Regions from separate parts of the Siniperca chuatsi genome. Here region 2 is linked to region 1. The links are chromatin contacts, called in public Hi-C maps. All regions are on one chromosome and are shown on one strand. The core of a region is the stretch at or near the end of the contact, and the rest is flanking DNA. Distances in the headings are between cores, read along the strand shown. Region 1 holds the start of si:dkey-34e4.1 (carboxyl-terminal PDZ ligand of neuronal nitric oxide synthase protein). Region 2 overlaps si:dkey-34e4.1 (carboxyl-terminal PDZ ligand of neuronal nitric oxide synthase protein).

The links. Hi-C and Micro-C count contacts between places; a contact is called where the count stands out from the background.
Region 2: a Hi-C map of liver shows a contact between it and region 1, with 2.5 times the contacts expected there. The contact joins the enhancer-like site here to the promoter of si:dkey-34e4.1 in region 1. A contact is called at or near these places in 2 of 3 Hi-C or Micro-C datasets (liver and skeletal muscle).

The regions. Positions count from the first base shown.
Region 1 is chrLG18:7,514,260-7,517,904 of ASM2008510v1, reverse strand. It overlaps si:dkey-34e4.1 (carboxyl-terminal PDZ ligand of neuronal nitric oxide synthase protein), which reads right to left and starts at 1,989. Exons shown (of 11, transcript XM_044175471.1): 1 at 1,447-1,989; 2 at 198-269. The coding sequence starts at 1,551.
Region 2 is chrLG18:7,546,999-7,550,363 of ASM2008510v1, reverse strand. si:dkey-34e4.1 (carboxyl-terminal PDZ ligand of neuronal nitric oxide synthase protein) reads right to left here. Exons shown (of 11, transcript XM_044175471.1): 6 at 1,722-1,863. Among protein-coding and RNA genes, the nearest start is that of si:dkey-34e4.1, 33 kb to the right of the region's middle. Within about 2 kb of position 1,328, the one cell type or tissue checked has an H3K27ac peak away from gene starts, as active enhancers do. A contact at or near this core is called in liver, where this site is marked.

The DNA of each region.
Region 1 (3,645 bases), core at 740-3,239:
TACATGCGTCACTACATTCTCAATACAAATTTACCCTGACAGCCGCACACTTTTTTTGTGTGCATTGTGTGTGTGATTACTGTGTTACTGTAAAGATAGTTTCTGTCCTCCATGATGGAACAATCACCACAGGACTGAAGAAGAGTATGTGTGTGCTTCTGCTCTTAAACACTCATGAGATAATGATTTCATCTTACCCTGATTCTTCTCATGGCTGCCACGATCTCCATCCGACTGTTGGGCCTGGGAACGTCAAGACTCCCCACGTACTGTAGTAAACAATCACACACACACATTAGAAGATATTATCCCACACACTACGGCTGTACAATTAATCTTCCATAATCACACGTAACAAACTCATTGATGTTACTTATTAAATCAATCTCTATTCTCACTAAGCGCTGGGACTGATCACAGCCATCAGCTTATTCAACTCCAACAGCTCCCAAAGCAAAAGTAGACTTTTATACAGACAAAAATTGCCTGCTCACTGTCTACAATATGTGGTGATGCTCACCCTACAGACTACATAATACAAAAACAAAACAGAAAGACAAACTGAAACTACCTCAACTCAAGGTGTATTGGTGAATTTAGTAATTCACTGAGATAGTTTTTTCGTATCAAATACAATTTGTACAATATGTTCATGCTGCTATATGAGGAAGGATGCATGTGTGTTTATGTGGCTGCGTGTATCTTTCTGTGAGTGTTCTCTGTCCCACCTTCCATCAGATTCTTACTCCTATTTGTTTTGTTGAAAAGTGTTGAATATCCACAGTGAGAAATTGTCTGTCATGGATTTACTACGTGATTGTGTTCACAACACTCAATGAAATAAATAAATATTAAGAAAGAAAGACAGAGATGAGAATGCTGCTTAATGAGGAAGCCTAATACTAAGATACTAAATATAAGACACAAGCAGCCTTGTGATTGAACTTTGGACCAATTACACTCCCTTGTTTTAACCCTTTCTACCTCTGTGCTCTGTTTGCTGTTCAACCCCTAAAATGAATTAAGAGCTATAGTCTATGGTGCAAATCAGCTCAGACAGCCCAGGACAAAGTTACAGATTGGCTTGTATGAATAGGGCCACAAAAATATGAATACTGCTTCCCTGGGAACTTAATAATTCAATGGGAAACCTGAAAATACACTAAGTTCACCTTAGAGCATGAAAAATAAGGACATCCACACCAGTTTTAAAGGATTATGTTAGACAAATGAAATATGAGACAAATAAACTACACACTCCATCAGACTTGCGGCATTAATCCACGTGTGTAGTTGAATAGCCCACACTGCCATGTGTTCAAACTTCATGATGGATCCCAACTGAAAGGGTCCAGTGCACCTGCCACTCCAACACAACACAACTCTGAACTGACCGTGTGGTTAAACAGTGTCAAAATAAGGAGAAAAAAACTATGTTCCTTTCACCTTGGCTTGGAAATGAATCCCATGCTGATAAGCCTCTTCATTATGGAGCGGCACCCTCGAGTCCGCCACATCGTCCACCAGGTTGTACCTGTTCCTCGCGGGCATCACGGGCTCCGACTGACGACCCCCGACACGGAAACACAGTTTAACAACTCAACAGACAAATGTCGTCTGGGTTTGAAACGCTACAATCCCATGTGTGTGTACAGCACGGCTCCAAGAGTGAGTTCCCTGTGGAAGCGTAGTCCATTGTTGTTGCTTTGAGCTTCAAAGGTCCCGTCCTCAAGAGGGACAGATTTGGGTGCCCCTTCTCCTGTGACAATACACCGAGAGACACTTAAAGATTTCCTTCCTGATAACGCCTCTCGTAAAAAAACAACAACAAACAAACCACACAGCAACGTGGATGATGTCTGTTCCCAACGCCACGGGAGGAATCCAGCGTAAGAAGCTGGCGTGTCTCTCCGCAGGTGATGTTGCTCGCTGTGGGGATTTTTTTTTTTATTCGCGTCTCTCTCTCTCTCTCCCTCCACAACGCACAAAGCAAGCAGCTCATTGGAGCAAAGTTCCGAAGCATGATGCAACCAGGAGCAGGGAGGAAAACCGGCAAGTTAGTTAGTTCCCCCCCCTCGGGGCATTCACTCAAGTACATGAGGTGCTTGTACTTTACATGACTATTTCCATTTTCTGCTACTTGACATTATACGAAATATTGTACTTTTTACTCCAGTACATTTAGGCTATTTGACAAGTTAGTTACTTATCATAGTAAGATTTATATACTACACATAATATATAAAATGTGCAGTTATAGATTAAACTACCCAAAAGTAGCCTACGTAAAGCAGTTAAAATGAACTCCACCTTAAAGTACTGCAACATTAAAGTAGCCTACTGTTTACATGTTAAAGCATCAATAACAATCCAATAATATAATACTGACAGGGACCATTCTGCCTTTACTTTGACACTTTAAGTAGGCTACATTTTGTTGTCAATACATCTGCATTTTTACTTATTAAGTTTTGAATGCAAGACGTTTACTAGTAATTGAGTATTTCTACACTGTGCCATTACTGTTTTTATTCCACCACTATCTCCAAAAAAAGGTCTGGATAGATGAATATTTGGTCTTGTCATATAACATTCCCCTAAATTAAACAACTTACTTTTCATTTTCAGATCTAGGCTACTTTTTTCCTTATTTCCTCGTGCAGTGATTCTACTGTAGGCCATGAGCCTTAGGCTATTCTTCTCAATATAAAAGGCATCTTTCACATTATATTTTGCTATTCATAACTGCATTACAGTCAGGATGCTGATCAAATGGCTGAGATTCATCATCACAAAACCTCATTTGGTTGTTTTCATCATCCTTGGAGTTTCCCCACAGGAGCCCAAATTAGTCTTTTAGTAGATAACAACAGTTCAGTCACTAAATAGCCATTATTACCTGCATGACAAATCGTTATAATGACTACACAATGACATCTCTGTTTAGACAATAAATGGCTATTTGCTGCTCATAAAGTGGAAATGAGGTAGGGTTGATTCTCCTGATGCTCAGCCTTTATCAAGCCTCCACCTCTTATACCATGTTGTTGTCATATTACTGCTGCCACTGCAGCTGCTGGTATTAACATTAAAACTATCATTTATGTCCAGGCCGATAATAAACCTGCAAGTGGAGCATCACAGGTTCACTTCCCATAAAAAGTGTGTCCTCCCTTTTTACTACTAGTATTAATAGTAATATATTCAATAATTAATTAAATACTAGGTTAAATGCTTGATTAAAACTAAGCCATATTAATGAAATACTGCAATGGCGCCCTCTGTTGACTACTCACTATAAGTTACTGAAGTCAGAATACAATGTTTCCAGGTATGTTTTAAGATTAATAGTACAAGAAAAGTCTTTGTCTAAAGTTGGTAACTTTACAGATCAGAGGCAGCAGATGCACTCATATGGACTAATCCTTGAAAATCAAATGAATTACGATCTATTAATATGAGAAAGAGGCCAGGTGCCACAACGTAATCTCACTAATCTGCACTCAAAGGGCACAATATTAAGATTGAAAAATAATAAGATTCATAGGTGAGAGAAGATGCCTGACAAGGGAGGGATAATGCTGACATAATGCAGCTTTAATGATGAGAGGTGGTGATCATTTACTTAATTAAACAACCTTTAAA
Region 2 (3,365 bases), core at 79-2,578, 33 kb before region 1:
TGTAATTTGATATCCTTCTGAAAGCTCTGATATAGCCATCTTCACTGTAAAATAATGCATAAGAATCTATAAAAAGCAAACAATCATGGTTGCCTGCATTTAGATAACTAAACCCTAAATTAATTCCATTTTGAGCACATACACAGTATTTTACCCCCACATGATCAACTCTGAGTGTCACACAACTGTAGCTTAGTGCTAGACAACTATTCATTCACTGTGCAAATTACACTCATTACTGGTAACACTGGCAATCACCCTCTTGTGTTGTTCAATGGCATGACAGTTGTAATCACGGGAAACTTTCCCATCTTTAATCTTTACCCTCCATCTCACATGAAATGAATGCAGGCAGCATGAGGCCTCAGAGAACACTCAAATCTGGATTAGCTTCATGTCCCTTAAATCTGTTTACATTCCAGTGTAACCGGACATTTGTGTGGTTACTGTTTGACTGCTGTGCTGGATTAATGAGCCAGTGAGGGTTGATGGTTCAGTTTAGGCCATAAAGAGGCATGTAATCAAACTAAATGGACAAGTCAAGCTTTAACCAGGAGAGAGATGGTCCTCATGTGACCAAAATGACCAATATAAGCTCATAAACACCATGTTTTCCACAATACCATTGTTCAAACCAGATGTTTAAGGTAAAATGTGTGTTTTAATATAACAGCATGCTTCTCTGTGAAGAATCTTGAGCATTATTTCTTTGTAAGAAACCATAATCGTACTCATTCACTTTATAAAACATCTAGAAAGTGAAGAGGGCATTGGTGAAACGCACCCCAGTAACCACAAAGCTTTCTGTATGTTTGTATGCTTTTGTTTCCACAATTATTTGGTTGGTTCACATTTTTAAACATTCGAATCACATGACTTTAACTCAGACTGAAGTCATAAATCTGATGACTTTAGTCACTTTAACACCAGTGAAGTGTGCAGTGAATCAACTCTTCTTATTTCTGATATCAGATCTATTTACAGCCATTGCAAGGAGGCAAGGTGCATTTGGCAGTGCATACTACCACATTTGGACATTACAACATTCAGGTAAGTAGACTTCAAATTTTGATCTTTCATTTGTTATTTTTTACTTCTGGTATAAATGTTGTTTATATGTTTAAAGTTGAAGACATGTGGATTAAATAAGAGATTCAAAACTAGATTCAGATTTAATAAACTGAACAGTAAAAACCTAAAATGCTTCAGCATTTTGCATTTGACTTACTGTAATGGGGGTGAAAAAAACTTCTCAATTAATTATCTAATAACATAGCTTGGTATATGCAGCACATCATTTCACTAAAAAAGTAGTTTAATGCTTGCATCTTTGTGCTGTGTTCCTTCTGTTTGGCCCACAAAGAGTTGTTCTGCTCTCTAACAGCTGGAAGGCTCAGACACGCAGCAGGTGTTTACACATTGCTAAACAGAAACTAAACTGTACAAACAGATTCTGGCTCACAAAGATATATGCAAACAAAGGCAAAGAATCAGGTCACTGTTAACAAAGTTTTCAGGATTTTATTTCTAACTTTGAAGGCCTTCTTTTAATATATTGTAATAATCATTTACATTTTACTATATTTTAAATATTTCTTTGTAATCACAAAAATCAGCCAGAATATAATAACCCAAAATGTGTATTTGTGTATTTGAATGTACTCTGCAAAGGCAATACTGTGCAAAGCAGATAACAGTAAACCCTTTCAGGTAGTCCTCACCATGACTGCTGGGCTCCTCTGTGGACTTGTCACTCTCTCCATCCGCCTGTCCGTCTGCATCCTGCTCAGCATGCTGCAGACTGAGCTTATGGCACACTTCAAAGGCCTGACCTACTGTCCGCACAATACGCATGGCCTGCGTCTGACAGGGAAAGAGAAGAGGGAGAGAGAAAGACAGATAGACAGAGAGGAGAATTTTAGATAAAAGGTCAATGTTTAGAGCAGAGGAAATAAACAATAAGCAGAGTGTATAAGGCTTTTCACTCCACTAAACAACACAGAAAGTAATTTCACAGGTCAGTTCCCCCTGTCTGCTTTAAGATGAGTTAACCAGTGAAATCACCTGCTGCAGTCTTTGGATGGACTGAAAACATGCACACTCTAAGCACGCAGTTGAATTCAGAGACTAATAATATCACTTCTGTGGAACAATTCTCATTACAGTTGACTGATAATAGCAGACCTCTAAGCCAAGACTGCAGTAACTTGCAACACCTGCAGCAAAACGCATGAAAACAGCTTAGACTGAGCAACGGTAAAGAGATGCTTGTCTGAAATATGCAGTTGTAGCCTTGTCCTTGAGTGCATCTATTCTGTATTCACTGCAGGCTATGTAGTGCTAAGCCACCGGAAATTGAATTTAAGATACAATTTAAAACCAAAATTGATTAACTGAGCTGATATAATAAGGAAATGAATTCTTAAATAAAAGATAAAAGTTGAACAAACAACAGTCAGTCACAGGTAGCTGGGCACAGAAAACTGAAACAAATCACATTTAAGTCTGCATGCGTTATGTCCCACAGTGAACTTACCACTTGCTGTATTTAGCTGGGGGATTTACATCAAAATCAAATTGGGTGGTAAGAGGAAAAAGTGCACAGGTTTTTCCAGTTAAGAAAAAGCAATCTAATATAAGTAAGGGTGCTCCAAACAGGATTTTTGGGGCCGATCACCGATCTCTGGATCTCCAATCACGGGGTCTATTTGAAGCCTTCTATTTATTGTGTATTTATTTATCTATTTATTTATTTAACTATTCTTAACAATATTGTATATTAAGTATTAAAGTTGACAACTGTCTTTTTATTGGCAGTCTTTTTATGTGTCTGACTTTCTTTGTCAGCACTATGTTTTATAAAGTCGCCCAAAAAACTCCCGTCAGTTTTTCACCTGCAATTCCGTATGCACAACAACAGGCTTGTTGTTAATGACGTAGCCTATCGAAACGATTTAAACCAATGTGGTAACAAATGACATCCGCACCAACCGGTGTGTTCACTGTTGCTTTACTTGGTCCATGCTTAGAAAATATCCAACGTGTGCGTCTTCTAACGTAATATCAGTTAACGTCTCTCTCTTGTACACGCTAAAGCTAAAACGCTAAAATGGTTCACCGGCCATTAATATACCTTGGCGGGCATTGCGTCATCTGATCGGCTCTTCTGATCAGACTTATAGAGACACGGATCAAACTATTTATAACGAATATCGGCCAATAATGATCGGTGGCCAATCAATCAGCGCACCCTTAAATCTAAGTAATCTAATGGCTGCATTAGATTAAGGCCTACTGATGCTGCTGTAGCTGTAGTTAAATTGTTATCTCATCTTCCTCTATGATGGGTTTCTCCCTGTATGATT